Regions from separate parts of the Ovis aries genome. Here region 2 is linked to region 1. A link is a contact called in public Hi-C data. All regions are on one chromosome and are shown on one strand. Each heading gives the region's core, a stretch centred on a gene start, on an enhancer-like site or on the middle of the called end of the contact. The rest is flanking DNA. Distances are from core to core; before and after follow the strand shown. Region 1 overlaps DAO (D-amino acid oxidase). Region 2 overlaps CORO1C (coronin 1C).

Evidence for each region. A called contact is a pair of places that touch in the nucleus more often than the background predicts.
Region 2: a contact with region 1 is called in a Hi-C map of liver, with 3 times the contacts expected there. The contact joins two enhancer-like sites. A contact is called at or near these places in 6 of 16 Hi-C or Micro-C datasets (blood, hypothalamus, liver and 1 more).

Annotation. Positions count from the first base shown.
Region 1 is chr17:64,258,835-64,261,907 of ARS-UI_Ramb_v3.0, forward strand. It overlaps DAO (D-amino acid oxidase), which reads right to left. Exons shown (of 12, transcript XR_009596913.1): 12 at 2,402-3,073. Among named protein-coding and RNA genes, the nearest start is that of DAO, 20 kb to the right of the region's middle. Within about 2 kb of position 1,822, at least 2 of the 54 cell types and tissues checked have an H3K27ac peak or open chromatin away from gene starts, as enhancers often do. A contact at or near this core is called in liver, where this site is marked.
Region 2 is chr17:64,435,302-64,438,340 of ARS-UI_Ramb_v3.0, forward strand. All of the region lies in intron 3 of CORO1C (coronin 1C), which reads left to right. Among named protein-coding and RNA genes, the nearest start is that of SELPLG, 31 kb to the right of the region's middle. Within about 2 kb of position 1,655, at least 4 of the 54 cell types and tissues checked have an H3K27ac peak or open chromatin away from gene starts, as enhancers often do. A contact at or near this core is called in liver, where this site is marked.

The DNA.
Region 1 (3,073 bases), core at 572-3,071:
GGGGGCAGTTTGGCAGAGCTTCCTTTCTCTGTCACCCACATTTCTTGGATCATGAGTGGCTAAAGCTCTAATTATTTCTGGTCTGCTGAGCTCTCCTGGGTAACAAAGAACCTTTGCTTGTCTTTTTTGCCTTTCAGCTGACTAGACACTGCCAGATGAGAAAGTCCACTCTCTTCACCCTCAAATAACCTGGAGTAACTAGGGACTGTGGTGGGGAAGGAGAACTTGGTGGGCATAGATGTGTTCCAGGGGCTGCAGTAAAGAAGCTTGTAATTGTGGGTTTTCTCAAGAAAATGAAAGGTGAACACTTTTGGTCTTCTAAATTGCATGCCCTTTTATAAAATTGATATTATTGAATGAAATAAGAGCTGCCACAAACATTGTGCAAGCCTCTGAAACACATGAGACCTTTAGCTGAAAACCTTTGTATCTAATTTTGAACCATCCAAATGCTTCCCTTTCCATTAATGGAAATATCATCTGTCTCTCTCAGTGTTAGGAAAGACTAGAAAATGGTAAAGAATGTTCAATGTAGCCAGGATTACATGGTTTCTTTCTTTCCCTTACTTTAAGTGTGCTCAGGAATACATACATGAGATGTGTTGACAGTGAGAAAAAACGAGTATCTTAGAGATGGACTTTGAATATGGATATGTATTATTTTTAAATAATGGTAAGCAACATAGAGCCTTGAAAGATGATATCAGAAGTCTTCCTTGGTTATGACAATAAACATCAAAGGACTGGAATAACCTTGAGCTGTCAGTAACAGCAAAACCAACCAATAGTAGTTTAACCCTTTAGAGTATTAATTGTTCATTTAACAACAAGCCCAGAGTCAGACAGTTCCAGGGAAGGTTCTGCAGCTCAACAGTGTCATCAAGGACCCAGCATTTGTTTTGTTTTGTTTTGTTTTCCCTCCCCACCTTCCTCTGCATGTCAGCCATTGACCCTAAGTGTGAAACCTCATAGTGGCAAAATGGCTGCCAATGTGCCAGGCATCAAGTTTTTTTTCAAAAGAGGTAGAATGGGGAAGGAGCAGTCACAACAGGTTTTCTTTCTAAAGAGTCTGTTGTTTTGGCTGGAAAGAGAAGTCCTACAGATTTACTATTGCTTTGCATTAGTCAGACCTGGGTTACATGCCAATCCCAGCATGAGCTCTCCCCTAGTTGGGGAAGGAAGGGCCTACCTCCCACTGGATCAAGGGATACCCAGAGCCTCTTGAACACAAAATTGAGATTCTGTTAGTACAGAAAAGGAAGGCAATGATGGTGGGATGGGAGATAGCCAAGAGAAACCTTGACACAGAGTTCTCATGAAGGCTGTTGTAGTTGCAAGGAATAGAACAGCTTTAAGAAGTAAAATTTTAAAATAAGACTGGGAACAGTAGTTAACTTCCTGGGGAATATAAATGTGGGAAACAGAAGTGTAAGGAACAACAGGAAGAGGGGAAGATTGTGGCAGAGTACAGGACATGGGCCCTGTCCAAAGGCAGTGGCTGCTACTCAGCTCCAACCGATGCTATACCATGAGGTCACCTGATTTTCAAGACAAAAATCTGGATTCTTATGTGAAATCTCCAAAATATTGAATGCTAGATCAAAAAAAAATTTTTTTTGACTTTAGTGTGTTGGATTGTTAAAAAATTTTAAATGTGTGAGTCTAATAAAATTCATCTGTAGGCCAGATTTGGTTGATGGGCAACCAGTTTGCAGCCTTGGAAAGTTCTCTGAAATTAATGGAACTGCAAAATAGCCACCAGGGCCGGAGCCAGCCCTCTCTCTGGATCTGAGGCCTTGGTTTCTGTCCCTCTCTGCAGACTGGCTTCCTTCTGCCCCCTCGTGGCTGCTGCGTGTACCTAACCTTGCATATGGCTTCCACTCACCAGGGTTCAGCTCTGCCATCATAGCTGACTCAGCTGTTCAGTGTCCCACTTTCAAAATCTCAAGAGAGGAAGTTGATTGGTCCAGTTCAGCATTGGTCCAATTGGTAGGGTCAGGGAAGGGTGGGGTCAAGAGGTACAAACATGGCAGCTTTGGTCATGACAATTACTGGTATGCCTGGAACCCATAGCAACACATAGGTAAACTCTCAAGTCTGTTCATTATAACTGTTATGGGTTATGTCTTGGCATATGGAATATCTACCATATATTGGTATGATATTCAGCACTGAGGATGCAGAAGAGAATTAAGACATGATCCTTATCTTCATGAACTCATAGTGTAGTGTGGAGAAAACACTGCACACTGGGACACAGAGCCATACGGGCATTAATGGAGGAATGCAGAGTGCTGTGGGAGGCACACAGGAGGCCAGTCCCAAAGCTCTAGAACATTCTGAAGTCCCTTCTGGCTCCTCATGATTACAGTCCAGATTCCATGATTACAGTCAGACTTAGTCACTGTTGGTACTTTACTGTATTCCGATTCTTTGACATTTGAATCTCTAGATACATCACATATAATCATTCTCCATTAATCAAGAATATTTGATGATGAACCACTTCAAATATTCCTACCCCCACATGCCGGAAAACAGAGCACTTCCTGAATTAAACAATTTCTACTCACAAAGCATCAAAAAGGATAAAACGGAATAAATTTAACAGGAGTCCAAGACATTTACAAACTATAAAACAATCCTGAAAGAAATCAAAGATCTAAAAACATAGAGACATTCCATGACCGTGAATCTGAAGATTTAAAACTATTAAGGTGTCCATATCAGAACTCCTAAAATTGACCTCATAAATTTAACAAAATCCCTATCAAAAATCCCAGCTGGGATTTTAAAACTTACTACAAAGCTACAAGTAATCAAGATAGCATGCTTCTAGCATGAGTGTGGAACAGGCATTACATGTTGTTCAGCGTCTCACCTCTTTGGCCTCCTCCTGCCGTGAAATCTGCCCCTCAAGTGCTTTCTGTGGCCTCACTGCACCGTGGTTGCAACATCCTCACTCGCTCAGAGCTGCATCACGTTAACCCTTGCTCAGGACTCCCCATACTCAGGCTTTCCACACCCTCTCCCTCACTAGCAGCCTCCACAACCTTCCTCACTCAGAGCCTCC
Region 2 (3,039 bases), core at 405-2,904, 180 kb after region 1:
AGCCAGTTTTGCGTCCGTTGTAAATTTTCCTATTGTGGGCTTTGCCTTGAAATAAAGATGGAAGTGACGTGGTTGGTGATGAGAGCGCATTCCCCAGGGCTCCAACCCCTCTCAGTCATTCAGCAGGACTTGTTATTTCCATTCTGTCCAGATTGCATCTGGGCCATCGGCCAAGTGGCTATTTCTTGGCACATCGGAACCCCACTCTCAGTTCTTGATTTTCTCAAGACCAGCGTTGTTCTCAGTGTCACGGTTCGTGAGGGGTGTCCTGCCCGCGGGGGTGGTTGGACGGCGGCTTCTGCGGGAGGGTTGCTGCTCTGCAGTGGCTGCAGTCTCAGCCTCTCCCTGTCCCTTCAGATCAGCGCTTTCCTTCATTCTGCCTTTGGAGTTGATTTCTTCTGCGTTTAAAAAACGCGGCCTTTGTGGGGAATCCTCCTTTTTGTGGCCATAACTGCAGTAGCTGGCCCGGTAGCAAGTTCACGACGGGTAATTAAAGCAGGGAAGCGGTGTCTGGAAACACTTTCTGTTTGCTTTAAATTTGCGCTGTGTTTGAGAAATAAAACCGTCAAACAGATAACACTTTAAAATGACTGCTTTGAGAGAAATCCGCTTTTCTTAATTTTCCTCACTTTTTTCCTGTTAGAACTGTACTCTGGACCTGTCTTTTTTCATATTCAGAAATTTATGTGGGAAAAGGAGGCCAGTCATTCCTGAACAGGGGCTTAAAGTTGTTTTTTTCCAGAACCATGTTGGCTTTTCACTCACTGATTCACTTTTTCATCTGAAAGCCCTAAAGACTGATGGCATTTTTCCCCCTTTCTTTGGCTCAGAGGTTAAAGCGTCTGCCTCCAATACGGGAGACCCAGGTTCGATCCCTGGGTCGGGGAGATCCCCTGGAGAAGGAAATGGTAACCCACTCCAGCATTCTTGCCTGGAGAATCCCATGGACGGAGAAGCCTGGTAGGCTACAGTCCATGGGGTCGCGAAGAGTCAGACACAACTGAGCAACTTCACTTCCTTTCTTTCTTTCTTTCTTTCAAAACGAAACAAGATAAAACATTGCCTTAGTAATGTATCATCCACACAGAAAATGCCAGGAATACACAGTATTATTTCAAAAAATAAGAAAAAAAGCCAGGAGGTGAGGGGATAGCTTGTAGTGGCTGCCAGGCTGAATGCCCGCTGAGGGTTCAGCAGAGGGTGTCTGAGGCCTCTTTTCCTCGCTGCTCCCCGAGTATGAGTCTGGAAGAGCGAGTGGTATCAGAGTCCTTGCCGAGGCCACGGAGCACAGAGGAGCTAGCGGACCAGCCTGGAGATGAGAGCTGATCTTCTCTGTGCTGACTGGCCCGGCGTGAACTAGAGCTTTCACACGTGGGATATCTTGGACATAAATGAGGCAGTTAGGTACAGGGCTGAATTAATTTGAAGACAAATTAATTTCATTGCCAAGAATCCTGCTGTTCAGACTTAAAATTACATATTGGGGTCATAGGGGTCACAGTTCCAACAAGAAAAATAATCATGAACGTAGATCCTTTTTATTTGCCAGGCGCTGTTTTAAGCCTTCATGTGGTGATTATATTTAATCACTGTTAACAGCACAGTGAGGCAGGAGCGTGTCCCATTTTACTACTCAGGAAACCCAGGCCCAAGAGAGGTGACAGTTTAGTCAAAGGTCACTCCGTTTGCAATAGTTCACCTTTGGGTGGTGCTTAGGGGTGCAGAATGTTTCGACGTGTTTGACCTTTCCAGTTACCCTGAGAGGGCAGAGCTGCTGCTGTCCCTTGAATCGAACAAGGAAATTGAGGCTCCAGGAAGTGAAGCCCCGTTTTCATGCTGACGTGGCCAGTTAGCGTCCCAGCTCTGGCGGAGACCTGGTCTCTGACATCCTGGCCAGCGTCCACACCAGCCTGCATCCCAGGTCGTGCGCAGGAAAACCCGCGACCTCTCCAGTCCAAACTGGAAGGCCGCTGTGGCGGTAGCAGGGAGCCCGGCAAAGGGCAGAGAGCCACGTGCCAGCGGGCCTGTGAGCCAGCTCAGCGCCCACCACGCAGGGCTGTGTCCACTTCGTGTGGAAGGACCTGTAGGCGTGCCAGGCCTTTCCCGAGTCCACCTTCCTCCCTGCAGAGGCTGGAGGGCTGCTGTCCGTGTCTTCTCGCACAGGAGTTTCCCCTCACAGTCGCTGTCCCCTCCTGCTGGACTCTCCTGCCAGGGTTATCTTCTTACTCTGTTGTCTCCCAGCCCCTCAGCCAGCCTCTTTGGAGCATCTACTCTTTAAAAAATTGCTCCCTACAGCTATTTTCTTTTAAAGCTAGATCCTTGATTTCCTTCCTCCCCTCTCCCCTTCCTTCTTTCCTGCTTCCACCTGTCACCTGACTCCTGTTCATCCTTAGAGGTGTCTCCTCAGGGAATCTCCGTGGAGGTACCAGACTCAGGTGGCAGGAAGGCAACCTCGTGACACTTAATTTTCACTCCACTTAGCTCATACCAGTGTCGCGTTGGTAATGTAGACTCTGTGGTTTCCTAGTGAAAAAGACAAGTAACAACTACAGCTAAACTTACCCAGAGCCTGCCTTAGGCCAGGCGTTGTTCTGAGTGCTTTAGATTCATGTTGTTGCATTGGTCTCCGGACAACCCCAGTGAGAGCAAATTCCTTATTATTCCCATTTTATAGGCGAGGAAGCTTGAGGTCCAGATAGGTTAGGTGAATGTCCCTAAGGTCATACAGCTGATATGTGGAAGAATTAGGATATTCCTCACCCCTGCACTGTACTGGGGGCACTGACTGTGTGTCAGGCACTGTTCCAGGACTTTCTCATGGCACTAAATGAAGTCTGACCGTTTCCTGTGCTGAGCCCTTTGACCATCACCGTAAGAGGCCTGGGCTGGAGTGGAAGGAAGATCTGTTTGGCTCCCAAGCCCATGCTCCAGCTTTCTGTTCGACTTGTGCTGTCTTTGACTTTCGATCTCATAGACCGACCACTCTGCTTTGTTAAGACTATAAACCTCTTGAGAGCAAGATCTAAGTTCAGTTGTCCT